Linked DNA regions of Mus musculus: all the other regions are linked to region 1. The links are chromatin contacts, called in public promoter capture Hi-C maps. All regions are on one chromosome and are shown on one strand. The core of a region is the stretch at or near the end of the contact, and the rest is flanking DNA. Distances in the headings are between cores, read along the strand shown.

What was found. Promoter capture Hi-C pulls out the DNA fragments that hold promoters and counts their contacts.
Region 2: a promoter capture Hi-C map of liver shows a contact between it and region 1, with 3 times the contacts expected there. The contact joins the promoter of Lime1 here to the promoter of Ythdf1 in region 1. A contact is called at or near these places in 4 of 39 promoter capture datasets (hippocampal neurons, liver and stem cell-derived epiblast-like cells), 1 of 115 datasets of contacts at active chromatin or transcription factors (memory CD8 T cells) and 1 of 9 other capture datasets (macrophages).
Region 3: a promoter capture Hi-C map of stem cell-derived epiblast-like cells shows a contact between it and region 1, with 4 times the contacts expected there. The contact joins the promoter of Slco4a1 here to the promoter of Ythdf1 in region 1. A contact is called at or near these places in 6 of 39 promoter capture datasets (HPC-7-derived erythroid cells, cranial neural crest, hippocampal neurons and 3 more), 3 of 484 Hi-C or Micro-C datasets (CD4 T cells, double positive thymocytes and embryonic stem cells), 2 of 115 datasets of contacts at active chromatin or transcription factors (embryonic stem cells and microglia) and 2 of 9 other capture datasets (adipose tissue and liver).
Region 4: a promoter capture Hi-C map of pre-B cells shows a contact between it and region 1, with 3 times the contacts expected there. The contact joins the promoter of Gmeb2 here to the promoter of Ythdf1 in region 1. A contact is called at or near these places in 9 of 39 promoter capture datasets (the 3T3-L1 cell line, 3T3-L1-derived adipocytes, the HPC-7 cell line and 5 more), 10 of 484 Hi-C or Micro-C datasets (CD4 T cells, CD8 T cells, LSK cells and 6 more) and 2 of 9 other capture datasets (adipose tissue and pancreatic islet).
Region 5: a contact with region 1 is called in a promoter capture Hi-C map of pre-B cells, with 5 times the contacts expected there. The contact joins the promoter of Mrgbp here to the promoter of Ythdf1 in region 1. A contact is called at or near these places in 24 of 39 promoter capture datasets (the 3T3-L1 cell line, 3T3-L1-derived adipocytes, the C10 cell line and 16 more), 17 of 484 Hi-C or Micro-C datasets (CD4 T cells, CD8 T cells, the G1E-ER4 cell line and 9 more), 7 of 115 datasets of contacts at active chromatin or transcription factors (cardiomyocytes, effector CD8 T cells, extraembryonic endoderm stem cells and 4 more) and 3 of 9 other capture datasets (adipose tissue, embryonic stem cells and liver).
Region 6: a contact with region 1 is called in a promoter capture Hi-C map of pre-B cells, with 4 times the contacts expected there. The contact joins the promoter of Helz2 here to the promoter of Ythdf1 in region 1. A contact is called at or near these places in 1 of 39 promoter capture datasets (pre-B cells), 1 of 484 Hi-C or Micro-C datasets (neutrophils) and 4 of 115 datasets of contacts at active chromatin or transcription factors (bone marrow-derived dendritic cells, embryonic stem cells, extraembryonic endoderm stem cells and 1 more).
Region 7: a promoter capture Hi-C map of stem cell-derived epiblast-like cells shows a contact between it and region 1, with 2.1 times the contacts expected there. The contact joins the promoter of Srms here to the promoter of Ythdf1 in region 1. A contact is called at or near these places in 5 of 39 promoter capture datasets (the 3T3-L1 cell line, embryonic stem cells, liver and 1 more), 2 of 484 Hi-C or Micro-C datasets (CD4 T cells and nephron progenitors), 2 of 115 datasets of contacts at active chromatin or transcription factors (bone marrow-derived macrophages and regulatory T cells) and 1 of 9 other capture datasets (pancreatic islet).

Annotation. Positions count from the first base shown.
Region 1 is chr2:180,918,883-180,922,559 of GRCm38.p6, reverse strand. It overlaps Ythdf1 (YTH N6-methyladenosine RNA binding protein 1), which reads left to right and starts at 1,624. Exons shown (of 5, transcript NM_173761.3): 1 at 1,624-1,876; 2 at 2,224-2,248; 3 at 3,346-3,425. The coding sequence starts at 1,850.
Region 2 is chr2:181,379,335-181,383,011 of GRCm38.p6, reverse strand. Lime1 (Lck interacting transmembrane adaptor 1) reads right to left here and starts at 1,777. Exons shown (of 5, transcript NM_023684.2): 1 at 698-1,777; 2 at 468-525; 3 at 309-396; 4 at 1-213. The coding sequence starts at 795. It overlaps Zgpat (zinc finger, CCCH-type with G patch domain), which reads right to left. Exons shown (of 6, transcript NM_001048148.1): 4 at 3,323-3,442; 5 at 2,833-3,238; 6 at 2,219-2,637. The coding sequence ends at 2,499. It also overlaps a transcript of Zbtb46 not described here.
Region 3 is chr2:180,454,220-180,457,896 of GRCm38.p6, reverse strand. It overlaps Slco4a1 (solute carrier organic anion transporter family, member 4a1), which reads right to left and starts at 1,652. Exons shown (of 12, transcript NM_001355218.1): 1 at 1,524-1,652.
Region 4 is chr2:181,286,170-181,289,846 of GRCm38.p6, reverse strand. It overlaps Gmeb2 (glucocorticoid modulatory element binding protein 2), which reads left to right and starts at 1,881. Exons shown (of 10, transcript NM_198169.2): 1 at 1,881-1,963.
Region 5 is chr2:180,579,461-180,583,137 of GRCm38.p6, reverse strand. Mrgbp (MRG/MORF4L binding protein) reads right to left here and starts at 1,916. Exons shown (of 6, transcript NM_028479.2): 1 at 1,601-1,916; 2 at 183-527. The coding sequence starts at 330. Gm30144 (a long non-coding RNA gene) reads left to right here and starts at 1,270. Exons shown (of 5, transcript XR_001783605.2): 1 at 1,270-2,302.
Region 6 is chr2:181,240,097-181,243,773 of GRCm38.p6, reverse strand. Helz2 (helicase with zinc finger 2, transcriptional coactivator) reads left to right here and starts at 1,747. Exons shown (of 19, transcript NM_183162.2): 1 at 1,747-1,808; 2 at 2,703-3,677. The coding sequence starts at 2,776.
Region 7 is chr2:181,211,566-181,215,242 of GRCm38.p6, reverse strand. It overlaps Srms (src-related kinase lacking C-terminal regulatory tyrosine and N-terminal myristylation sites), which reads left to right and starts at 2,072. Exons shown (of 8, transcript NM_011481.3): 1 at 2,072-2,871. The coding sequence starts at 2,471. It also overlaps a transcript of Fndc11 not described here.

The DNA.
Region 1 (3,677 bases), core at 375-2,874:
GCAGGGTATCCAGAAGGAGGTCTGCTGCAGGGAGGTTGTTCATTCTCAAGAGGGCATTCATAGAGAAGGGGCTGTCTCATTTGAGCATCTGTGTCTGTCAGCATGGATAGGTGTCCTCACGGCTGGCCTTCATAGGGCCAGCTGTTGAGTGAACCAAGCCCAGCACACAGCAAAGGCTTGTTCCAGCCAGGTGTTACTTGAATACAGAGCTTATAGCCTCTGGGCTCCATCCATCAGCTCTTCAACAGAAACTTCAACCCAGCTTCCCTGGAGGACATCTAACATCTACAAAATGGCTGACAGCTGTGCCCTTCAACCCAGTGATCCACCTGCATGTGCCTCGCTCTGGTGTCCTCCTATTGATGATGTGCATCAGAAGCTAGGACATTTACTACAACAAATCCAGGGACCAAACATGCCCCAGAAGGGATGTGTGGATGCATCTGGGGTTTGGTCCCTAGCAATGTTCTTGCAATCACATGATAGGTCACAAATTTGCCTGTTATTCCAGTTCCAGGCTATCAGACACCTTTTCTGACCCTTCACATTCACCAAGTGCACCTATAGTGCACATATATACATGCAAGCAAAACACTCATACAAATAACATTTATTTTAAAGGGGCTGGAGAGATGGCTCAGGGTCAAGGTATAAGAGCATTTACTGCTCTTTTAGAGAATCTAGGTTCAATTCTCAGCATCCACTTTGGGGTCTGAACCATCTATAACTCCAGTTCTGGGGTATCTGACACCCTCCTCTGGCCTCCTTGAGCACCAGGCACACATGCAGTGCATAGACATACATGCAGGCAAAACACTCATACACATAAGATTAAAATTAATAAATCTTTTTAAAATTACATTCAAAAGATTTGTTTTATTTTATGTGTGTGTGTGTGTGCCTGCTTGTCTATATATGCATCACGTGCATTCAATGCCAGAAAAAGAGTTCTGGAACCCCTGAGACTGGAGAATTGTAAGCCATCATGTGGGTGTTGGAACTAGCCCCAGGTCCTTTGTAAGAACAGCAAGTAGTCTTGAGCACTGAGCCATTGCTCTAAACCTCAAATAAAACTTTTTTTAACGACGGGAACAGGGAGGAGGAGTCTGTGTGTGGTAGCAGGTTCACTGAGCAAAGAGCTTGCCTGAAAGTGAATGGCTAAATGGCTAATGGGGTGAGTTCTTTGTTGGAGACTCTTTGACGGATGAACTTTCCCCACGTGGAACCCAAAGGGGGCCGTCTAGCTTTCCTCAAAGTCCTCTTGTTTTTACCCTGGGTGATGGAATCAGGTACAGAATCTAACGCGAATACTGGTTATTCTGGCACACTCCTGTCAGGTTCATATTGTCACGGGGCAGGCTAGGAGGCCAGCCCAGCAGCCACAAAACTCTGGGACAGGTGTAGCTAAACTACAACCTCACACCGTCTCCCCAATAGGCGCCGCCCCAGGAGCCCCACGTGACTCTCGAGTCGCCCCGCCCCATCCGGTCCGGTCCCGCCCCTCCAGCGCGAGACTGAGTCCCAAGCGCGAAATCCTGGGCGAGGAGCGACGGTGCGCAGGCGCAATGGTGGCGACTCGACGGCGCTCCCGGCCTGCCCCGCGCGCTGACGTCGCGTAGCTTCGTCCCAGCCGCCGCGGCCGCCATTGGAGTCGGCGCCCCCTCAGCCTGTCCGCTACCTTCCGCTGCTTCCCGCTGTTCCGGCCCGCGTGCCTACAGCTGCCGCCGCGCCCGGCCGCACCCGCGGAGTTGGCGGCGGGGCACGGGGCCGCGCGCGGCGTGACAGGCCCGGCCTCGTGGGAGGCCCGAGCCGGCGGCGCCCGGGTCCCGCGCCGCGCTGTTCATGAAGCATGTCGGCCACCAGCGTGGACCCCCAGGTAGGGGCGTCTCGGGACCACGGTCACGAGAGCAGGCCGTGGACAGGGCAAGACAGGTTGCGGTCTGGGCCGCGCCGGGGACCTGGAGGCTGAGCTGGGGTTAGGGTGCGGGGTCCGGACTGGGAACAGGGAGGCCGGGTCGAAGATCTGAATACCAGGCCGGGCCACGGTTCTGGGGTCCAATGGCGGGGTCGCTGGGCTTGGCTGTGATCAAAGTGTGGGAGATCTGGAGGCCCGGTCGGGGTCGGGTCGCCCTCCGGGTAGCGTTCTTTTCGGATAGTAACTTTGTGTTTCCTTTCCCGGGCTGGGTGGTGTCCACCCGCATATCCTGGCCTGCGGCGATGCAGAGAACAAAAGGACAAGATAATAAAGGTGAGGAGAGTTCCGGGAAGTTGTCCGGACTTGAGAGGAGAACGGGGCAGCGCCAGTCCGTGTGGACAGAGAAAGTCCACCAAGCCAGCCTGGGATCTGAAACTTAGTTTCCTCCCGTAAGCTTGGAGGAGATGAAAGTTTCTATTTCCGGGGTACTTGACAGATTGGAGGGGAACTAGAAAAATAAAGGCGTACCCGGAGTAGTTCAGATAATATTTTGCAATTTCCCCCTTGACCCTGCCAGAACAGTTACCTGGTGGGGAAAGAAATGGTGATCAGACGGCCTCGCAGAGGTCTGAGTGACTGACTGGTCCTCTGTTGCTAGGTAGTGGATGGCTCTGGAGGAGAGTCAGCCAGCTAGCTGTGGATCCGGAGGCCCTGCCCTCCATCCTTAGCTATAGTCATTGTAAGTTTATTGTTATCTCCTGTGATATTCTGGCTTGTAATAAACTTCCAAAACTCTTATGAGAACTCCAGAGTGACACTAAATCCTGGGAAGACTGTTTTTAACCAGTGCATGTTGTTGTTACTTGGGTGTAACCAAATATGGCTCATCGTGTTTTAAGATTGGAAAAGGCCCAACACTTTATTTACCATTCCTTTCCTTTCCTTTCCTGGCTGTGCACTGTAACAGTGGAAAGTAAGTGGAGAATCAGATGATAGTAAGCTTAGGTTACAGCCCTTTCCAGCTGAGCATCCTGCCCTCAGATCTCTGCATAACTAGGCTCTTAAAGCATGTGTCCGCTATTTGCCTGGAGTAGAGTATTGGATTGGAATAGGGAAACCCTGGGTTCGGTCCCACCTTGGGGCGGGGGGTGGGGAGGGAAATCACAAAACTGGCTCCAAGTCTGGTTGCAACAAAATGACATCTGACCGAATTATGATTATATTTTTACTTTTAAAAAAAAAGGAATTTAAGAAAAGTTGTGCAATGCCATTTAACTAGTCATGTAAACATCAGCTCTCTATAGAGTGTGCCCATTTTGAAAGATCATATCTGCTAAAAACTGATGAAAATAGACTTTACTAAGGTTTTCATGCTTAAAAGTAAATTTTTTTAAAGCTTGAAGGTAATATTTTGCAACTTTTTGTTCTAGTACAAAATGGTTCTTTGCATCAGAAGGATGCAGTTCATGACAATGACTTTGAGCCCTACCTTTCTGGACAGTCCAATCCGGTGAGTTTATCTTATTAGCATATTTTTTTAAAAATAATTTGCTTGTAACACATTTACTATAATATTTCTACTTTTCTATCCCAAACATCAAAGAGACAGTCTCGAAAGTATTAGAAATGATAGAACGGTCTTGAGATTTGCTTTGTGCAGGTCTTCCTGTTGGGCCTGTGCTTGTGTGTTAAAGATAGTTTTCTCTCTGTAGAACAGCATCCCATGGAGATTGGGTACAGGCAGACTTTTAGCATTTGTGGG
Region 2 (3,677 bases), core at 528-3,027, 460 kb before region 1:
TAGCAGCCAGGCTGGCCCTGGGAATTGCAGCCAGCCCCACATTGGAATAAGTGGCCTCAGAGCTAGTAGAAGGTGCAGTTGCAGGAGCAGCAGGAGGGGCCCTGGGCAGCTGCCGTGGTGGGAAGGCAGAGTTGGGTACCTGAGACCTGGTGCTGCCCCTGGACATCTCTAGCCAGCGTGGATGCAGAAGATCCATGCTAGCAGGCCGTGGGGCTAGGGATGAAGTCAAGGCAGAAGTCACTGAGGGGCCAGCTCTAGTGGTGGGAGGCTGAAGCCAGCCCTACACTTATGGTTTCCCAGGAACTCACCTATGCTGGAGCGTGGGCCTCGGTGCAGCTCATGCAGTCTGGTGTCAGACTTGCTGAGGGAGCAGAGGTGGGTCTGTCTCAGCAGTGGCTAGGGAGCAAGGAAGGCTGGTTGATTCCCTGCTGTCTTCACCCTGGCCCCTGGGACAGTCTGGCACTCACCATTTCCACTGGTACCAAACTGTCCTGCAGCCCAGTTTGCTGCCTCTGAGCTCTCTTCCTGGGGGCAAGAGTGTTGTTAGTCTAGTAGGCAGAGGAAGGTGCACAGGTAGTCAGATGCTGGCCCAGGCTCAGTGTGGAAGCACATATAGAGCCGTCATATGGACTTCTCTATCGTGACTTCTGGCTCTGAACCATGCAGGGTGAGGGCAGACAGAATCCCAGGCACATACCTGTGGCAGGCTGTGCACAGTGCCCATAGCCAAAGGAGCAGGGAGAAGCAGCCCAGGACCCAGAGAGCTAGTGGGGCTGAAGGCACTGGTGGCCTCATCCTGTGAAACAGGGAAGAGAGCCCTGGGGACAGAAGAGATGAGCACTGGGGGCTGGCTGCGAGAGCAGTGTACAGCTGCAGCCTACTTGCAGATCTTGCCCACTAGTGGGTTCCTTCTCCCTGGTTGACTCAGCACACCGGAAACCCCCAAGCCTTGCATTTTTGCCGTGCTCTAGGGGGACCCACCTTTCCCTCTCTAGCTAGGGTTCCTGGTAAGAAGTGCTCTGCCTATCCCTGTTAGTTATCAGGAATGGAGATGGAGATAGAGGAGCATGGCCAGGGTAGCTATGACCTCAACTGAACAAGGGTGTATAACTGGAGCTCAAGCCCATCACCTGGGGAATCTCTGACTTCACTCTGACTCTGAGCCACAGACCACAGGTCTCACCTCCGGCCACCAATGCCCACAGAGTGACCCCTGTGTCAGGCAATCTTCCTAGACTACTCACTACAGAAAGGGTGGGTGGGGGAGGTGTGTGTCAATGAACAGGAGGAGCTGCTATGAGGGCCACGTACTCCCACCCTACTCCACACTTCCCGGGGCTCTGGGGCTTCCCTGGAGTTACCCTTTGCAGAGCTGATTAGGGTCTCACCCAGACGTTAAAGGTAAGTAAAATTGGGGTGAACAACAGCCTTCTGAGGTGAGGGCCTGTCTGTTCAGGCTTGGAGTGTAGGCTTCTTTCACTGAGTGGGCCCAAGCTGACTAACCTGGCTACAGCCAAGTTATCAATGGCCTAACCAGGCAGGGACTAACCCTCCCAGACCCCAGAGCATGGAGAGGCTTGGGGGCTGGCCCAGGATAAAGGGTGAGGGAGCACTTACCGAGGCCACCGGGGATTTGCTGCTTGGCCCTGTCTAGGACAGCCAGGAAGATCTTTGTGGGCTGCTGGTGACGCCTCACCTCACTTCCTGTGTTTCTCAGAGCACCTCCCAGCAGCCACACAGCTCTTGCGCAGTTGCTCCCACAGTCTCTGCTCTCCTCACACCTCATCATGGCTAATGCTATCACTAGGCAATTACCACAAAGACCAGCACAGTCCCCTCCACCCCAATGAGGCAGATACCCATTAATGAGGTGAACAAAGCAGGTGAACTGGATGGATTATCGTGGCAGCCAAAAACCAGAAATGAACCCCAAACCCACCCAAGCCAGGTCTGCCTGCTTTTCTCACTGACTGTATTCCTAAGGTGTTTCCATCTCACACACCCTACCTGCTTGTGAGTACTGGGACTGAAGAGCCACCTTAGGTTCTTACCCACTTGGTCAGAGAAGGGAAAAGGGAGAATGTTTTTCTCTTGGACTCTTGGACCCTAGACAGAGGCAGTGGCCTCATTTGGTACTCCCACTGCCCACCTGTCTACTCCCAGGACCTACACAGATCCCTGTGTCCCCAGAAATCCTGAAGCCAGCTGAGTCTCCACTGAGAGAATTGTGATGAAATCACTTTAATGTCCTAAGGAGACACCCCAAGACACTGGTAGGTGGGCTTGGTGGGCAGATAAGTGTTCAAAATCAGCCCTGATGTCCCACCTCTACTCAGCAGTGTTCACACTCTAGGCTGACAAGGCTAATTAAGGGGCATCCTAAGAAGGGGCTGGTTCCTCTTCCAGGTGCTGTTTAGGCATCAGGGTGACAGCTGTCTTTCTGCCAAGGCAGTTTGGAGCTGGGTCCCAGGGCTCTATCCACAATACAGGCAGGGCCGCTAGAACTCTGTCATCTTCCTGTGAGTGTCTGCCTTCCGCTGTTTCCTCTGTAGGTCAGCCTCCTGAGCACGCAGCTGACCCAGCTGCCGCTGGGCTCCCTCCAGCTTCTCCTGCAGATGGGCTGTCGTCATATTGTGCCTAGGGAGAGCCTGCTGGTCAGCATTGCCTCCTGGCTCCCCACTTCCAAGCCCTCAGCTGCTATAGCCAATGCCTGTCCTCTAATATCTAGACCACCTCAGACTCAGCTGCTACTCAGGTCAGGTAACCTTTAGCAGGTATCCTCTGGGCATAGCCACTGGAGCCCATACTGCCTCAGCTGGATCCCACACATACCGGCCAGTGTTCCGGGTTAGGGCCTCCTGGATGCCCCGGATGTCCCGTTGGGTCCGCTCAATCTTCTCCTCAGTCTGGAAGAGCTGCAGGCTCAAAGCCTGCTTGGCGCTCTTGCTGGCGTGATACATGTCTTTGTTCCTTCTCTCTGGGGTATCCACCCCAGCATCTGGGGTCCCAGGAACCTGGCTTTGCAGTTTTTCATTCAAAAAGTCAAACACATTCCGGGGGGGTGGGCGGCCCTCAGGTCTACTACCACTCCTCCGGCATTTTGGAGGCCTGTTGGACCCAGCCTGGCCTCGCTTTGTCTTCTTCTGCAGTATCTCTGCACACTGGTCCAGTGATTTCCCTCTAGGCAACACTACAGCATGGATGGGCTCCACCCGGCCTTCTGCATGCCGGCCCAAACCTGAGAAAGACAGAGGCTGTGCTACCTGCTAGACCTTGAGCTGTGTTAAGGACTCCCTCTCAACTCAGGGCAGCAGGCACTCACCCTTGCCAAACTCATAGCCCATCTTGACGAGGAGTTTGGAGCCAATGCCCCGTGTGTGTACCTCCCAGCCAGCAAAGGCAGAACTGCAGGTCCCAGTGTCCACCGTGCTTGGTTCCACCACTGCAGGAGACAGAGGATTCCAAGTTGTGGGCTCCAGCCAAGGTTACCCAAGAACTTAGTTCCTGTGTAGGGCCTGATCTCCTGGACTTGAGGTCCCCTCAAGTTCCCCAAGCATGCTGTGCACACTCCTGACAACTCTGTCTTTAGAGATGGCTGTATTGTAACCAATTTCCCTGCTTTAGCTTACTATCTGCCACCAATGACCAGAGCCCAGAAACCACCAATTCACATCACA
Region 3 (3,677 bases), core at 403-2,902, 460 kb after region 1:
AAGCCTCCGTCTTGCCTGCCTGGCCCCTCTGCAGTATTGGGGAAGGTTCTGGTTGGGGCTTGTCCAGCATCTGCTTTGGGGACCACACCCAATGAGCTACAATTAGATCATCCAGGAAGAATTTATCCAGGTAGTACCTGTTGGTCTTTCCTAGTGGGCAGGCAAGGCAAGTCTTGCACCTCATCACAGCCAACAGGTAGGTACCTTTGGCCACCAGCATAGTCCTGTCCTGGTAACTGCTGGTTCTCTGACCTGGCTTTCCTCTCTTCTTGAAGAGAGAATGGCTGGCAAATGATACAAACCTCCGGTCTCCCCTGTGTCATTTCTAGGCAAGCCAAACATCCCGGTGCCCCAGGCTGCTCCTCTGTGCAAGGGGACTTTAAAATGCTGCCTGGGACTGCTCTTATCCAAAGCCCTCTCCAAGCCAGCAAATGCCAGGCTCAGCAAACAGCGCCTGCTGTCCCCATTACCACAGCTAAGATTTATAAATAATTCGGCTAAACACCAGGTGTTCTCTTCCCTGCCGTCCACCTGCCCCAAGCTGCTTTAACAACAGCTGACTAGACAGCTACCTTGGTTTACTAAACTACAAAACAAAACAAAACAAAACAAACAAACAAACAAAAAACACTGCCCTGAAGTTGGGATAGTTCCATCACAAATGGGCAGTTTCAACACCTTGGGACAGAAACACCCCAAGGCCATGTCTGGGGGAGGCCAGCAATCCTCATCACGCTAAACTCAAGCCACTGCGCCTGGGGCCCCAAGCTATAAGGTGCGACTATGTGTCTCTATCTCATTTTTCCTACAGATGCTCACCTCTCCTGTGAAGGAGGTACCCTGCCTTGAGTTCCCGGGTTTGGAGCTAAGCGTGCCAATCAGGCAGCAAAGCGACCCGAACTCTCGTTGGCGTACACACGCGTCCGGGGGCATCGGAGAGCTGCGTGAAGGTACCGGGCCTCAGGGACCCGGGCATCCGCGCTCCTCGTAGGGACAAAGCCCGCCACTAGTGAGCAACTTCCGTGCTCCACGTTTCCCTCGGTCTTAGCAACAACCACCACAGCCACTGGATCTGTCGCTGAACAGACCCGCAGAGGCTCGCACCTGCGTATACTAGCAAACCTTTAACCTGGGCCGACAGCTCTAGCGGTCCCCCCCCCCCCCTCACGCTTTCCTGCGCCCCAAGTCCACTCCCATCTTCCCTCTCGCTCTAGCGCAGCGGCTCTGCCTTCCCCCACCCCACTGCAGACTTGCAGCTTCCCTCATGTGCAGTGAGAAGGGGTGAATTCTGCATCCGGCTCCCTTGAGCCCACTCTGTCCCCGCATTGGTTCCCCGGGATGTGTCTTCAGACAACGCACCCGGGGCTCCGCCGCGCTTTAGTCCAGCCTCCGCAAACACCTGCCGCGCTCCTGACGTCAGCAGGTCGGAGTCTGGCATACCTAGGAGGCATCTAGTACGGAGCCAGACCCTGTCCCCATCCTGGTCCGAGACCTCAAAGCAGTCCAGATCCCAGAGCACTCACCTTCCCACGAACCCGGCTGCCGCGCTGCGCCCTGCGCTCTGGACTACGCGCGCAGCCCACTCCCGCTTCATTCATCGCCCAAGCCGCTCCCGCAGGGATGGGGGTAGTGGCCTCACCACCGCCACCAATGGCAGCGAGGCTCGGGCGGGCCGGGGCCAGAGGTGACAGTAGCGAGGGCGCGCCGGGGCGGGGCCGAGCGGAGGGGCGGAACTTGGGCGGGTCAGGGACAGCACAGAGAGCGGGACTTAGCTAGTGCTTTGCACGCGGTGATTTCTTTCTGTTGGGGGACACTCTGGAGGTTGCAGGCTAGGAAAATATGGCTCAAGTCTCACTGCGTCGTAGATGCCACCTGCTCAAGCGTGGAACCGAGGCGTTGGAGGGCGCGAGTAGCGATCCCCTCAGGCGTGGGGTACAGCTCCAGCCCGGCAAAGGGATCTCTCCACTCTCTGCTCAGGTCAACCAGTGAGTTCAGTGCAACGGGGCGCTGGGCCAAACCACACCCTCACCGGAGGAGCCCACAGGGTTCCAGTTCCGGGTACTCTTGACCTGAGATGGAGAGAGAATATACCAGTCACCTTCAAATTGAGGCGTTCTCTGCTGTGCGACCTTGAACATATTTCTGAACCCCTCTGGGCCAGTTTTCGCATCTGTAAAACTAAGATAATTAGCCATACGAGTGTGATGGCTACTGCTTGTAAGCCTGTGGGTATTCGGAAGGCTGGGGCAGAAGAAGGGTCCCACTTTCATAGTTCTAGGCCAGCCTGGGCTACAAAAGAAACCCAGTCTCAGAAAATCAAGCAAACAACCTTTTTTATTTTTTATTTTTCTTTTTTTTTTTAATTTTATGATTCCAACACATCACTGAAGGAAATGGAAAACAGTAGCTGGTCTGAATTTAGCCAAGTAACAGCCGACAGCCACTAGCCATTAACATCATACCACTGACAATCAACAGCCGATGGCAGAAACTCTCCATATATGTCTCCCTTTGGGGTGTATTACATTTAATTGAAAATACATGTGAGCCAGGTGTGGCGATGTTCACCGATAATCCTATACATACATGGGGCTGATGCAGGAGAATCTTTAGTGGGAGAGCCACACTGGGCTACCTAATAAAATCCTGTCTGGATTTAAAAATAAAAATAAAACAAAACAAAACCAAGAACAACAACCAAAGCAAAACAATAGAAACAAAATAACCTTCCCCAACTCTCCAAGGCATCCAGAGTTTATAATCTGGACAGGGGAAGTAAAGGCAGAAGGAATCAGAGTCTGTGATCAGCTTGGGCTACACAAAAGTAAAGTTAGTGTGGACCCTGCTGTCAGCTCATGAGGACATCACTAGTCACAGGGTGCCTGGGGACAGACCCTCCATGCAGCCTCGGGAGCTAAGGCAGGGCTCTTCCTTTATGTCTAGAGAAGAGACTGGCTGCTGAGCTTAGTTCTTCCAGCCTGACTTGTTATTTATCAGCATGTCTTCCCGGAGTGGGTGTGGCCGGAACCTACTCATGTTCTATCCTGGGAACCTCTGGTGATGACTTCAGGGTCTAGGGTCTACTTGTCAACATGTGAGTCTCTGCTCCAAAAAAAGCTGAGCTTCACTTCCACTGCCCCAGGTGTTGACCTCCATACCTGAGGCTGCCTCTGCTCAGAGAAGACATCAGGAAGAATAGACAGCCAGGCACCATGAGGTATACACGGCTTTACTAGTCTCTCTCTCTCTCTCTCTCTCTCTCTCTCAACATCTCCCTTAGGTACATGGACCTCAAGACCTGAAGCCAGAGAAAGCAGGCTGAACACAAATTTGAGAGATTGTGAGTCCTCTGCTTCAGGACGTGTGAGTAGAACTTCTCACTAAAGGGGACTCGTGGAAGTGCTCCAAATGTCAGGAGCAGGCTTGGACACCGTGCTTCCAACACTTAATTTTGGGTACATCCCTGAAACCAATATTGGTACAATATTTTTCCTTTAAACATCTGGTGTGTTTTATGAAAAGGGTAAGTTTGTTTTAAAGACAGTAACCAGGGTTGATTACTGTAGAGCGGTCACCAGAAAAATAGATTAAAAAGTAACACTGTGATATTAAGTTCTAGACAAATAGTGCTGCCTGCTGAGGGGCCTGAACTTTAAGCCAGCCTCAAGCTCAAACAG
Region 4 (3,677 bases), core at 632-3,131, 370 kb before region 1:
CTTTCTCGATTGTTGGGGAATTAGATTACTGAGGCTGTTGTAACAAAAATAACCACCTAGTAGGTGTCTTATAAATAATCCAGATTACCACTCACAGTTCTGAAGGCTGGCAATCCAAGGTCATGGCATGTTCAGTACACAGAGAGGACTGCTTCCTACCTCAGACATAGCACCGTGCCTGTCACCTCCTAGATCCCCTGCTTTCTGCTACTATCTCCTTAGGCAGTGGGAACTCACTCACTTAGGGGTGGCGGGCACACAGCAATACCAGCTGATGACACCACCTATTCCTTCCACAGATACGGCTCTGCACTGATGAGGGTTGCCTACAGTAGAACTAATCTCAGGCACTGGCAATCAGAATCTGTAATTCTGAGCAGGCTGGGGAAGCTGATTTTTTACATCTGCTAGACTCAAGCTGGGAGAGCTTATGCATGCCTCCAACGATGGTGGTGGTCTTCTACATTCTTCAGCTTCCCTGAACAAATGCTCAGACTGGCCACCAGCTCTTCTCTAGCCAGACCATTTGATCTCATTAGCATTTATTTTTGCAATGACAAACTCACATAACCAAAACAAACAGCAATGACAAAGACTTCCTCATCTCCTTCAGAGTGAAAGTGCAAGTCTCTTATTTACAGTGTTAATTACGTGAAAATGTTGCTTGTTAGTTTCCCATTCTAGCTGCCACCCTGTTAACAGTGAACTCTTGTTCCCGTCCAAGCAGACATCCATTTCTACTCTAAGGATTCTAAGATGGGCAGAGCAGGGATCCTGAAGCCCTTAATTCTAGTGATCACATTCTGAGAGCTGGCTTGGCACTTAGAATTGGCTGTCTTCAGCTGCTTGAAAGCAAGGGGTGGTGGGGAAGGTAAGGGTTTTACTGCCAAGACTACAATGTCTAACAGGGTGCCCAGGCTCCACCAGGGCCAAGATAAACAAGTCTCATTTTGACAGGACCTGATGTTACCTTTGAACCACACAAGAACTGCTTGTCTTTGGCTTTCAACTGTAAGGAACTTAATAAATGTTGGTTACCTTAAATACGCGACCTTCCCTACAAGTTAGAAAAATAAAAGAAATTCTTCGGGCACCCAAGGCCCTCCATGAGACTTTTATGGCTCCAAGATACTTAAGACACTTAACTTTTTGTCTTATTTATTTATTTATTTTCAGAGCTGAGGTCCAAACCCAGGGCCTTGTGCTTGCCAGGCAAGCGCTCTACCACTGAGCTAAATCCCCAACCCCGACACTTAACTTTTAAATTTCATTTAAAACTTTAAATAATGGGCCGGGCATGGTGATACACACTTTAATCTCAGAACTCGGGGCTCTTTGAGTTCCAAGTCAGTCTGATCTACATAGCGAGTCCGTTTAAAAAAAAAAAAGTTTAAATCATGTTGGACTACCCGCTGCAATGTCAGTTGGTCAACTTCGTGAAAACACCGCTCCGCACTGAGTAGTTTGAAAAAGCAAATTCGCAATGCCTTCAATTTTAAAAAAAAGAAACACGATTCTGTCAGAAATGGTTAAGAACGTCCGCACATGAGTTTTAGGACAGTGTCACTGCAAGGCCGAGGCTGGGTTGCAAAGCACACACCTGGGATACTCGGTTCCCTAGTGGAGCCCAAACGCCAGGACTACAAACCTCGGCCTGAACCACAGAACACCTAATTGGGCAGGCACGCAGACCACACGCGCAGGCGCACAAGAGTCCTACGGGGGCAGTATCTCACCACACTGTTCGCTTCCGCGCTGGGCGCCAAATAAGTCTCCAGGCCCGCCCGGCCCGTGCGTGCGCGGCCTCGGTGTTGCGTCACTAGGAAGCGCGCGCCCGAGCCGCCGCCGCCGCCGCCGCCGCCGCCGAATCCCCAACAAGGAGCGAAGGCTGCGGCCGCCACCGCCACCACCCGCCGCCGCACCCGTCACAGCCGGGCGCCGGAGCAGGCCCGTGTGGGCCCAGGTAAGCGGCATCGGCGCGCCCGCGCACCCCCGCGGCGAGGCTTCTCGCGCCGCTCACGCGCCGCCGTCCAGTCAGGGGTCCCTGCGGAGCGTCAGGACGTTACGGCGGGGGGAGGGGAGGCCGGGGGAGGGGCGGCGGGCGCGCGAGGGCGGCGGCGGCGTCAGGCGCGGCGGCGTCAGGCTGGCGGGCGGGCGCGGGCGCCTGGCGGGAGGGCTCGCGAAGGCGGCTCGCTTCCGGCCTCCATCTTGGCCTCGCCAGAGGCAGGGTCGGGTCGTCCGTGAAAGCCGAGGCGGAAGGGGCTGGAGGAGTGGGGAGCGGTTAGGCGGGAGTGGTGGTGTTTGGGACCCATCGGTGGGCACCAGATGGGTCGGGTTCCTGAGGGCGGGTGGAAAGATTGGGAACGACTCATGGGTGGGACCCGTATTGCTGAACCCCTGGCTTGGAACTGAATCTAGAGGCCAGGATCATCAGGATAGGTACTTGATATCAGTGGAACCATGTCAGGGTGGACCTGTCAGATGGGAACCACGTTGATGGGGACCCATTTGTAGAACTGTGTGGTTGGAGGGAATTATTTTGAGTGGATAATCTTATTGCTGGGAACCGAATCGGTTGGCCCAGTTTTAGTCACGATTGGTGACATTTTTAGGTATTTAGTTGGTTACTTCACTGCTGAGCCAATGTTCTCTGTCTTGAAAACATTTCAAACCCAACAGTTTCAAATTATCATTCTTAATAAGTTAAAATTAAATCGATAATATGACTACCTGTCTAGTTTGTTTCTTCATAGGAAATATGGAAAGCTTTCTGGGAAGACATCCTGGAGTACACATACATACATACCATTTGGATATAAAATGGAGAGTGCCAAGAACAAACATGTCAGTGTATGTGCGTATGTGACTGAGAAAAACAAACCTAGGCCATAGATTAACCCACTTTGTGACCTACCTGAAAAGATATTTAGGTGTCCCTTCTGTGCCAGGAGACCAACTCATGGAATGGGCCTGCCTTATGGTAAGGTTTACTAGTCCCTACATTTCATCTTCCCTCCTCCCTGCCTTCCTAGACAGTCTTAGTATCTAGACTGAGGCCATAATCCGAGCATGTGGGAAACAGATGCAGATGTTGTTGAAGGTCAGCCTGGTCTACAGAATGAGTTCCAAGACATACAGAATGACAAAAGGAGAGAGGGGAAAAAATATTTAAGACTGACCTGGAACTAACCTAGGACTTTATTTATTTATTTATTTAGAGACAGGGTTTCTCTGTATAGCCCTGGCTGTCCTGGAACTCACTTTGTAGATGAGGCTGTAGATGATGAGAAATCTACCTGCCTCTGGGTAGGACTCATTCTTAATAGCTTGTGATTATTTTGGAAAATGGCCCCTAGTTTCTTCTTGCTTCTTTTTCTTTGTGAAGGTTTCCATGCGATCATCCTTGGTTTTAGTCAGCTTATATTTCTTGGTTTCTTGGGTCTTTGGGTCAGGGTAGTACAGGGATTGGATGTTATTGATGATTAGTAGCCTGGAAGTCAACCTTTACTTTCCTTTGGCCCTTAGGGATCCTCCAGAGACCCAGGTTCCGCCCAGAACCAAGATCATTGATTGGCATATTTACAGGTGGTAATTAACAAGGGGAATCTGAAAAGCTTAGCATTATGCTTTCTAGCAGAAGTTCATAAGAGTAAGAGCTTCCAGTTGTTGAGGTTTGG
Region 5 (3,677 bases), core at 667-3,166, 340 kb after region 1:
GGCAGGGAAGTCAGGAGTGTCCCCAGGGAGAGGGCTTCTCGGGCAGGAAAGTCATAGGCTCTTAGACTAGTAGGGCACCCCAGAGTGGGAGGCCACGTCCCGTGGGAGGTCGCAGGCTCCGCCAGCCCGCCCGACGGTTTATCCCGCCCCACCCCCACGCCGGTGCGCGGCGCGGCGCTCACCGACAGGCTTGTGGCCCAGCATGGCGTGGAAGAGGCACACTTCCACCTCAGGGCTCCACACCACCGTCTCCTCAGCAGGGCTCGGGGCTGCCTCGCCTGGGCCCTTGTCGCCTGGGGCGCCCGTGCCGCCCACCTCGGCCTCCCCCATGGCCGCCGGCGATTGACGAGCGCCCGGCGCGAGAAGGGGGAAAATACTACAGGCTCCGCGCAGGCGCACTTGGTGTGGAGGGCGCGCACTCGCCGGGCTGGAGAACGCCGCGTGCCCGCGTCCGCGCAGGCGCAGCGAAGACTGGCTTCCGGTGCAGCAGCGACTCCTGGTGGTTGAACCTTTTACTGCCTACGGCTCTGTCCGGAGAAGGCGAGGGAACAAACCTTATGCTTTAAAAATGCACCAGATGGGCGTGGTGACACACTCCTGTAATTCTAGCTCTCGGGAGAGAGAGGCAGGAGTTCTGAGTCAGCCAAGTCTGCATAGCATGACACACACGGCCCAAAAATCTGGGCTTCACCTGGTTAGGTAATTTGGAAAAGAACTCAGCTAGAAGTGAAGGTGTGTCTCTCCTTGCCAGAGATAAATTGTACAATATGTAAATTACATCTCACTAAAACTGTTTAAGAAAAATAGTTTAAACAACAACAGCAGCAACAACAATAACAACAACAACATCCCATGGGCTAGTGAGATGGCCCATCTAATAGAGATCCTTGTGCACAGCCCATAACTGGAACTCCACCCCTGGATCCTAGAGCTGGCAGGAGAGGAGCAATTCTTAGGAGTTGTACTCTAGAGCTGGAGACATGGCTCAGCGGTTAAGAGCACTGACTGCTCTACCAGAAGTCCTGAGTTCAATTCCCAGCAACCACATGGTGGCTCACAATCATCTGTAATGGGTTCTGATGCCCTCTTCTGGTGTGTCTGAAGATAGCTACAGCATAGTCATATAAATAAAATAAGTAAAAAAAAAAAAAAAAGTTGTATTCTAACCTCTATATGTATTCCATGGTATATGCACACTTGCACACACACACCATAAATAATTTAAAAATTTAAAGCCCAACAATCACATTTTGTAGGAGTGAAGCTCTGTATATCTTTCAGTAGCCCTGACCTGAGTGCACGACAGTCCCAGAATTAAGTGCTTCCTTGGCATCAGAAGACAGAAATCCAGGTCCTGTCGGCCTTGCTACCTACCTGTACCTCCATTCTGTCCCTACAGTGGATCCACTCCAGAAGTGGTTGGATGATTAACTCAGACTGTCAGAATTTCAGGCAGGTGTTAGTAGCTCTACATGGGATTGGATAGGGCCAAGGGCTGGGCACAGCAGCCTTAAGAACATGGTTGCTTCTGGGCCTGAGTCACCCCAGTCAGCTGTGCCATGGGTCCTACCCTGCCACCCATCCAGGTTTCATTACTTACCCATTCCTCAGCCATTGCCAGGCATCAGAATCCCTTTTCTGACTGATGCCTCTCAGACTAAGATGTTGAGAACCTTTGTTCTCCTTTGTGCTATGGGGCCACTGTAGCTCTGAACTCTTGGGTCTTGATAAGGATCACTTGCTGGCTGCCACAAGCCTTGAATCCAGTCCTGACACTCCACTTGCCCCTCATTCAGGCCTGTAACCAGACAATGCTCACAGCAGGGAACCATGGAGGGTGCTGGCTCTGACCTGTCTCATTGTCTGGGACAGCTCAGAGCTCAGAGCCAGACAGCAGTCTGTGGCCAGGCTTCAGCTTTCCCACTGTGAAAGCGTAGCTGGTGGAAAAGTTCCCACAATGCCACAGGGGAGGTGTGGCCCAATAAAGCTTCATAAGGGGGTGTGGGGTCACTGCTATCATGTGGATATGATGCAGCTGGGAGTTATGATCTCACAGGGGCGGTGCCCTTGCCTCTGCTTGGTTGGCATGCAGAACTTGGCTTAGTTACTGTACGGCTGGGTGAAGCATAATCTACCATCTGGGACATGTCATAAAGCAAGTTCCCAACCTAAGAGCTGCCACATATTAAGTGCCCAGGAGCTGATTGATAATATCCTGGTTATTCTCTGAATATCTAAGGCATGGTAGACTCTGCTGCTGACTGCTTCTGGTTCCGGTCCACCTTAGTCTCACCCCTACCAGGTAGGATACTCCTTCAATTTGGAGTGCGTCCTTCTTCAGGGAGCTTCCCTATGTAACCCTCAACCTCATCTATCCTAGCTGGTCCTCTCTGGTTTGTGCGATCTCTGTACTCAGACCACATCCTACCAGCCATGACATTTGCAAACATCCGTCTGTTACTTCAGAACGCGTGACTGGCAATATAGACTTGATGCCTATAGACAGGTTGGATGGTTTAGGAGAGAAGGATGACTTCATTCTTTCTCTCCACGAAGCCACAGCAGGTCTCTGCAGAACTCTCTGTTAGGTAGTAGGAAGTAGCTGAGCATCAAGGTCAGCAGCTAAGACCCCGCCTACTATCCCACGCTAACTTCTTATTTTCATGAACATGTAGGCTCTCTAGTCCAAAAGCATGAATTAAGAGGAAGCTGTGCTTGTTCGTTTTGTAGCGCTCCTGTGATTATCACTCTCTAACAAGGAGCTGTAGAGAAACCATTAGCCCATGATCATGTGTGTGATCCCGTAGCTTCAAAGTGAATTCACACCTGTTGGGAGCTGAGAGGTTCCTTCAAACCTGATAGAAGGATTTCTTTGGTCTGGAGCAGGTGTCTGTGTGGCACACCACCAACTTTCTGTAGAAATGGCTGGTGAAGTTTGCCCAGATTTGTCTTCTCCGTGAGGTCTTCAGGTGGTTCCAGGTGGCCAGGATATAATCAGCTTTGTAGCAAGACTCCTTACTTCCCAGATACAAAGTAGACAATGATATATATCTACTAGCCAACTGGTCAAGTCCTTTCTCATTTGTTGCGACTCCTGCTGCTTAAGTCTTTTATACAAGATAGATACAAGTGCTGGGATTCTTGATCCTAGTGTGAAGGGTTCAGACTGGGCTCAGGTGAGAAATAAAGGCCATAGAAATGCTCTCCTTCATTTAATGAATATACAAGCCTAATAGTTTATACACCAGTCTAGTTTACTTTGACCAGTGTGAACTATTCCCCAGACCATGTCTAGGTCTCAACCAACTGTTATTTCTTATTCAAGGTCTTATGTATCCCAGGTTGGCCTCAAACTCATTCTGTGGCCAAAGATTACCTTGAACTTCAGTCCCCATTCCTCTACCTCCTAAGTGCTAGGGTAGCAGATATCTGCTGGTATATATCCTGGGGATTGAACCCAGGGCTTCATACATGCCAGGGAAGAACCCTACCAACTGAGGTGCATCTCCAGCCTCCTAAATGGCATTGCTTGTCTGAGGATCTGATGTTGTCTCTGGAAGGAGGTGGTCACTGTTAACTAGAAGGAGCCTATCTCCATTCCCAAAGGAACATTTCTCTCTTGGTCACAAGAACTGGATTCAATGGGAGGAGCATTTGTAAAGGCTCTGGTCAGATGC
Region 6 (3,677 bases), core at 498-2,997, 320 kb before region 1:
GCGCTACCTCCGTCCCCTTCCCCCTTCCCCCTCCCCCTCCCCCTCCCCTCCCCCCTCCCCCTCCCCTCCCCCCTCCCCCTGTGTATTCGTGCACACTTGTGAGCTCTGCACTCATGAGTTCTGCACTGCTCTAGTATTTCTTGGTATTCTAAAAACACTCTGGTTGAGATAGCTCTCTCTGCTAGTAAAAATTCTAAAAGCTGTCTGGATAGCAGCTATATCCAGTAGCTAGCTCCCTGAAAACAAAACACCTAGTCAGGTCTAAGGGGATCTCTCTCTCTCTCTCTCTCTCTCTCTCTCTGTGTGTGTGTGTGTGTGTGTGTGTGTGTTGAGGAAAGACCAGAAAAGCTGCTATATTAAAAAAGAAAATAAAATTTGGATCTTCAGACCAAGTCAGAAATCCTGTTAAGAAAAACCTCTTGAAGAGCTCTTTTTGCTCTCCAGAGATCTCCAGGTAGCTTAACCATCACTAGAGAAAATTCCAAAGAACTGCTATTCCATTCTGCTAGCTCATCTCATGCAGACCAAAAGCCCAGTTTTTAAATTTCCATATCAATTCACTTATTTATTCCAGGTGCTCTTTTGATTATCCTATTAATCAGCGTCCTGTGACCCCAACCTTTTGATTCAGAGACAGCAAACATACATTTTCTCTTAACATTGCAAAAGAATTCAGAGATCTGTCTGCCTTAGTTAAGCCTAGATGACATGCTAGTTTGTTGGGACCCTGCCCTGAAATTATTTCCACCATGCACCGTTTCCATCACGCCTGAGTCTAACCTTGCTCTGTCCTAGGCTGACCTTAAACTCAGGAACCTGCATGCCTTATGCTTTTGTATCTTTGCGACAAGTTGGCTCATTGTGTACCTGTCTCTGTTCCTTTAAATTCATGAAACCCCTCATAATTCATATCGCATCCTTATATTTTTGGATAGTTAAGAAATTATATATTTTCAAATTCCCGTATTTAGAGCTCTTTCCCATAGCCTCAAGGGCTGTCCTGAGGGTTCCAGTGTTTACCATTTTGCAGAGACATAGCCACATCCTCGACTCCTGGACTCTGCTGTTTCTAATTCTCCTGGAGTCATTAATGTTAACAGAGAGGACATTCCTCGAAGGAATGTGAAATATGTACATTATTATACAAACTTGCCTTATGCCCACAGCAGCCATTTGACACTCCTGGAGGCTCACACCAGGACCCTATTCCAAGGGTAGGAACCATGTCACTCTGTCCCCACGGGGGCCATGCCAGGCACAGCATTGACTAAAATTATTAGCGCTTCAAGGAAGAAGTCTAGTGCCTTTTAGGAACAGGTCCTGCCCCAGCATAGAGTTCTCTGTTCCTTGCCTGTCTGGCCCTGCTCCCAAGGACCCTAGCCTTTGGCTATAGCACCCAGAGTAAATTTCCCAAGGCTCTATAGGCAAAGGCTCTCCCACTCCCAAATAGGGGCTTTTTTTTTTTTTTTTTTAATCCTAAAGCCATCTACCCTGGGGCTCATCTTACGGTTCCCACACAAGAGAGTACAGACGTCTAAGTATGAGTAGGGGGAGGGACCGGGAAAGGGCCAGGTTAAATCCTGCTGTGTTGACCTCAAGGGGACTGTGGAGGTGGGGAGTGGGGGAAATCTTCCTAGGGCCAGGGAGCTCCGCCAGGTCTGGGAGGGAGGCTATCACTTGAGGGCGGGGCAGGGGCGGGGCAGGGGGGGCAGTGAGGTAATTTCCGTGCTCTGTCGTCAGAGTTCTGAGTCGCCCCAGGGGCAGAAACGAAACTGATCGCTACTCTTAAGTCGATGCTGGTGCACTGGGTGAGTATGGGGTGGTGGCTGGGGACTGGAGGGGCCACCTAGAGAGGTGTGAAGACCACCCCTTTGCCTGCAAATGGGCAAGATCAGTGGCCTCAGACAGACCCTAGCATCGGACAACTCCATGGACCCCTCTTCCTGCTTCTCCAGCTGCCGGGTATGGGGTTCTAGCTCTGACGACTTAGAAAACTCCACAGAGGAGTGCAGGGAGGGACTGCAGGCTTTGCCTGTTGCTCATTCTTTCCATTTAAAACATAATCTTTGTACCTCAACGATTGCCTTGAAAGTTTAGAGGGCTAGGGTATAGGTCAGTAATAGATTATTTGCTTGGCATGTATGAGTGAGAGAGAGAGAGAGAGAGAGAGAGAGAGAGAGAGAGAGAGAGAGAGAGAGATATGACCTGACTAGGTGTTTCAGGGAGCTAGCTGTTCTCTCGCCCATCCTTGCTGGGTGGTGGTACTAACTAAGACTCTGGGCTCTGGGCATTGCCTCTCCTTCTGGCATCTCTATGGGAGCTCTGAGGAGGGCTATCCAACCTGGGTAGAGCGGAATTTCTACAAGGCTGTGTCCTCCCCTTCAGAGGCTCCTGTTGCCAAGTCCAGGTGGGCTATAGTAGTCCCAGCAGTCAACTAGCAGGTCTCAAGAAAGGGGGTACTCTCTTCAGACGGCCAGGAGCCCCAGAGTTACCAGATGGAGGATTCTGAGGCCTCCCAACTCTTTTTTTTTTCCAGCAGCCACTTGGGCAGGACTTGGAGAGGCCTTTCAGGAGGAAAGGTTGAGTTAGAGTTCCCCCAACAAGCCAAGACTGGGCAGAAGTCTCTGTCCTACACCCGACAGAGGTGTAGGTCCTTCTTGACCTTGGGCTGACTTGCTTCTCTTGTCCTATCACCTCTCCAGGGCTGACGGTTTCAGTACAGCAGCTGCCCAGAAGCCTGGCTCACAATCCTGAAGGACCTGGCCTTTGTCCGAGATGGCATCCGTGGGTTGCAGTCTGAGGTCGGCCAGCACATCCGCCACCAACGGGCCATCCTTAGCCGGACTCTGTGCTAAGGTAGACCTTTACCTGGGCTGCTCCCGCTGCACCCAGTGCCTCAATGAGAGTACCTACATTCTGCGTGAGGTAGAGCACACCTGCCCCAGGGAGATCTTGCTGGCCCGCTTCAAGCAAGCAGCAGAGAGCAAGATCTGGCGTAAGGTGGGCCGCAGGCCTAGCTTCCCAACGCCTATGCGCTATCAAGTCTGTCACTACTATAGGCCAGGGTTGGGCTGTAGGCGTCACTGGAATAGATGCACCTTTGCCCGAAGCCCTGAGGAGGCACTGGTCTGGACATTTGAGCTCAAGAACAACCTTCCCCGATTGAAACTGAAAGAGGCTGTGCAGGGCACCAGAGCCCCAGATAGGCTGCAGACCCCAGCTGACACCATCCGAGCAGAGTTTGGTGGCCACTTCCAACTACTCTGTGCCATCTGCTTCACGTGCTGTCCCCCGTGCCTCTGCCCCGTGGATCCCAGGGGCCATTGCCCTAAGCACCAAATCTGCCCCACACTTCTCATCCATGTTATAGTTGAGGGCCTAAAGCGACAATTCGTGGAGGTGCGGCCACTGCCACAAAGAAGACATCCTTTAAACTACTGCATGTATGTGGGCCGTGGGGTACCATGCCGCCATGGGGCCTCACGCTGTGAGTATGCACACAGTGCTGTGGAGATGGCTGTGTGGAAGGCTGAGCAGTTGGATGGGCTTCAGAGAGGAGATCTGCTCACATATCCTCTCTTTGGGGAAAACAAATGGAAAGCCAGCCCTAACCCTAACCCTCCTGTGACCAAACTGTACTGCCATGCCTGCCTGGTCACCTGTAATTCTCAAGAGGC
Region 7 (3,677 bases), core at 823-3,322, 290 kb before region 1:
ACTGTCATTGGCTAGAGCAGAGTCCTCTGCTCTTGACTAGCAGCCTCTCTTTGTGCTCCAGCTGCACATAGAATGTGGTGGATCCCTGAGATGCGGACCGTGTGCTTTAGGAGCAAGGGATCTGCACTCAGTGCCCTGGATCTGACCTCACCATGGTCAATGCAGAGGCAATCTCCCTGTGGCTTCATGACCTGAAGATAGGAAGCTTAATTTTTTAAAAAAATTATTAGTTAATTAGCCAGGCGTGGTGGTGCACACCTTTAACCCCAGCACTTGGGAGGCAGAGGCAGGTAGGTGGATTTCTGAGTTCAAGGCCAGCCTGGTCTACAGAGTGAGTTCCAGGCCATCCAGGGCTACACAGAGAAACCCTGTCTCGAAAAACAAAACAAAACAAAACAAAAAACAAAACAAAACAAAAAATTAGTTAACATCCCAAACGCTGCTCCCACTCTGGTCCCTCCCTCACCGAGTCCCTCCCCGATCCCCCTGCTCCTTCTCTTCTGAGAAGGTGGGACCTCCTCCCCTCCACCAGGTATCCCTCAATCCTAGCATATTGAGACTCTGCCATGTCAGGTGTATCGTCTCCCACTGAGGCCAGACAGGGTATCCATGAAGACTGAGCTGCCTGTCTGCTACATATATGCCAGGGGTCCTTGTTCCAGCCCATGTATACTCTGTGGTTGGTGGCTCAGATGCTGAGAGCTTCCAGGGGTCCATGTTTGTTGGCTCTGTTTGTCTTCCTGTGGGGCTCCCATCTACTTCTGGGACTTTAATCCTTCCCCCTGTCTAACGTTTGGCTGTAGATAGCTGAAGAATAATTTCTCACCAGGGAACTACACTGTTAATAATGAGGACTTGGGGATAAAAATCTCCATTTATACCTGTCAAGGGAAGTATAGACAAATTCTCCACAAGGCTGGTCGGTGTGAGATTCGGGGTTCCTTCCATTACTTCTCTAATTTTATATTTATAATTACCTTTTCTACACACCCACTTCCAACATGCCTGTGACATGGACCTTGTACCTTAGGGCTCCTTGTCCCTTCCTGGCTGCTCAAGCCAGGGTCTGGGATTCAGCCATTTGGGATGTTGGGAGGACGAAGCCAATGAGTTCTAGGTATCTCTGGTACACCAGAACTTACAAACGCCCCAGATGCTTCTCTGAAGCATCTGTAGATGGAGAAGGAATAGGAATCATACCTGTTTGATATGTTTGAAGTATAAACAGTACATGAAGGGTCTGTAGCAAATACATATGGAAGCTTAGTAGTATCCACTCAGGTGCTTAAGGTGCTGTGCTTGGGAAAGGAAAGACAGCAAATGGGCAGAAAGCCTGCAAGTGAGGTCCCACCTCAGATTCAAACATTCCCAAGAACTGAGCTGGCTTGAACCTGGTCTCCCTTACCTGACAGTGAAAAATTGGGTGGCAGGCAGCTTGCTTCATTGCACAGAATAAGAATCCTGGACTGGGTAAGAGGCTATCTGAGGCTCGCCCACTGCCCTTCCTTTGCATGCTGATCCCCAGTCATATACCCACGCTGAGGTCTTAGATGTCTCAGTTTCCCTGCAGTGGTATTAAGCATCTCCTGGTTCAGAAATCGTACCCCATGATTACCTATGTACCTGGACCTTCAGTGATTCCCCTAGAGATTACTACCAGCATCTCATTTTACAACACAGGAATCAGGATAGCAAGAGTTTACTGGGCGCTGAGCGTTTGCTCCAGAGGCCTCCGCTGAGTTGGACAGGCTGCACATAGCTACTTGCATCTGGCCCTGAAAGCGGGTGGGAGATGGTGTTGTGTTATGTTAAAGAGCCACCATTTAAAAAGTCAGTGTTTCACAGAAATATGACCTCTGGCGATGAACTGCTCCCTTTGTTGACCCCTCTCCCAAGGCGGCTGCTAGTTGCACGTGCCCAGCTAGCCCGGCAAAGCAGGTCCCTGCAACCTGCGTCTGTTAGTGGGGATGAAAAGGGTAGCTTGTTCCAGAAGGCCCTCCCCCCTACACCGCCCTTCCCGCAGACTCCGCCCAACTCTCTCTCACCCTAGTAGCCTACTGGGACACGAATCTCAAGCCCAGCGGCTTTTAACCCCAGCAGAGATCCAGCTCACCAGACCGCACAGCTGTAGAAGAGTATGTAGACTAGGAGGAGCAGCCCGTGTGGTCCTGGGACGGAGGTCACCGTCCGCCCCACGCATTGATACACCATCCGGGAAACTGACTGTTGTATGCCTGATTAAGGAGCACTCTGTAGTGACCTCCGGGGTTAGGGTTAGGGTCCGTGTCACCTGTCGCTTCCCATTCTGTACCAAATAGGGACGTGGGCAGAAAGCCCGGGGTAAGCCTGGCTGTCCCACCAGCCTTTCCGGTTTCTCTCTTGCACCCTGGGATCCTGGTGCATGGTTGTAGTGCTCAGCTTCTTCAGCGGCAGCACGGAGGTCCCAGAGTACTGACCCGAGGTCGGCTCCATGCGCTTTCGTCCGCAACCAGGCCCCCTAGGCATGGAGCCCTTCCTCAGGAAGCGGCTCACTTTCTTGTCCTTTTTCTGGGATAAGATATGGCCAGCGGATGAATCGGAGGAAGACATCCCCAGGATCCAGGGACACGACGACAACCCAGTGCCGGAGCAAGCCGCTGCCGTTGAACCTTGTAGCTTCCCAGCCCCACGCGCCCGACTCTTCCGCGCGCTCTACGACTTCACTGCTCGATGTGCAGAGGAACTGAGCGTCAGCCGTGGGGACAGACTCTACGCCCTCAAGGAGGAGGGGGACTACATCTTTGCCCAAAGGCTCTCTGGTCCACCCAGCACCGGACTAGTTCCTGTCACCTACCTTGCCAAGGCTACCCCGGAGCCGCCCTCAGACCAACCGTAAGTACCTGGGCTTGGGAGGTAGGGCTGCCAAGCCCAATGAGTAAATCGGAGTTTTGAGAGTAGGCAATACCTGCTTACAGTCAGTGAGGGCTTATTGAGTGCCTGCTGGTACCGGGCTGAGCAGACAGGTGTGCCCGGGCAGTACAAAAGGAAGAGTTGCACAGGACCTGCTCACACCCAGGAGTGAGCAAGTCCTGGGAACCAGTTGTTGGCTAGAACAATTACTCCCCATAGTCACTGCAGGACCCTGCCGCCATACGGAGGTTGCAGTGAGTGGTTTACCTTGCTTCCAGACCAGGAGTTGAGGACTGAGATGCCCTGCCAGGTGATACAGCCTTGCACTGTTTGGGAAGCTGGAGGGGGAGGGGGCACACACCTGAGCCTCCAGGTGGCTCTGGGTCCCCAGTACTTGTAGATGCTGCAAACCAGATCAGAGCCAAGTATTCACATGCTCCTCTTTATCTATTTATATTCACCCAAACACCTCAAATGGGTTTAAGTGTAAGGCAGATATAGCCCTGATTTGCTTTGCTGAGTGGGTATGGGGAAGAGCTTACTCTTTGCCCCCCAAGGCTGGGCAGTCACTGCCAGTGAGTGGCATACCAGAGGGTCACTCAGCAGGGTTCATGCTGGGCAAAAATAAGCTGAAAGCTGAAGAGCTTGTCTACCAAACTGTCCCTGGCCTTACACCCAACTGGTCCTGGCCTGAGTCCTCAGGTCCTACCTGGCATTGCTCAAATTCATCTCTAGCCTCCTGAGGATCCCTCAGCAGTTACAACCTCCCAGGAGAGTTAGTGTGGCCG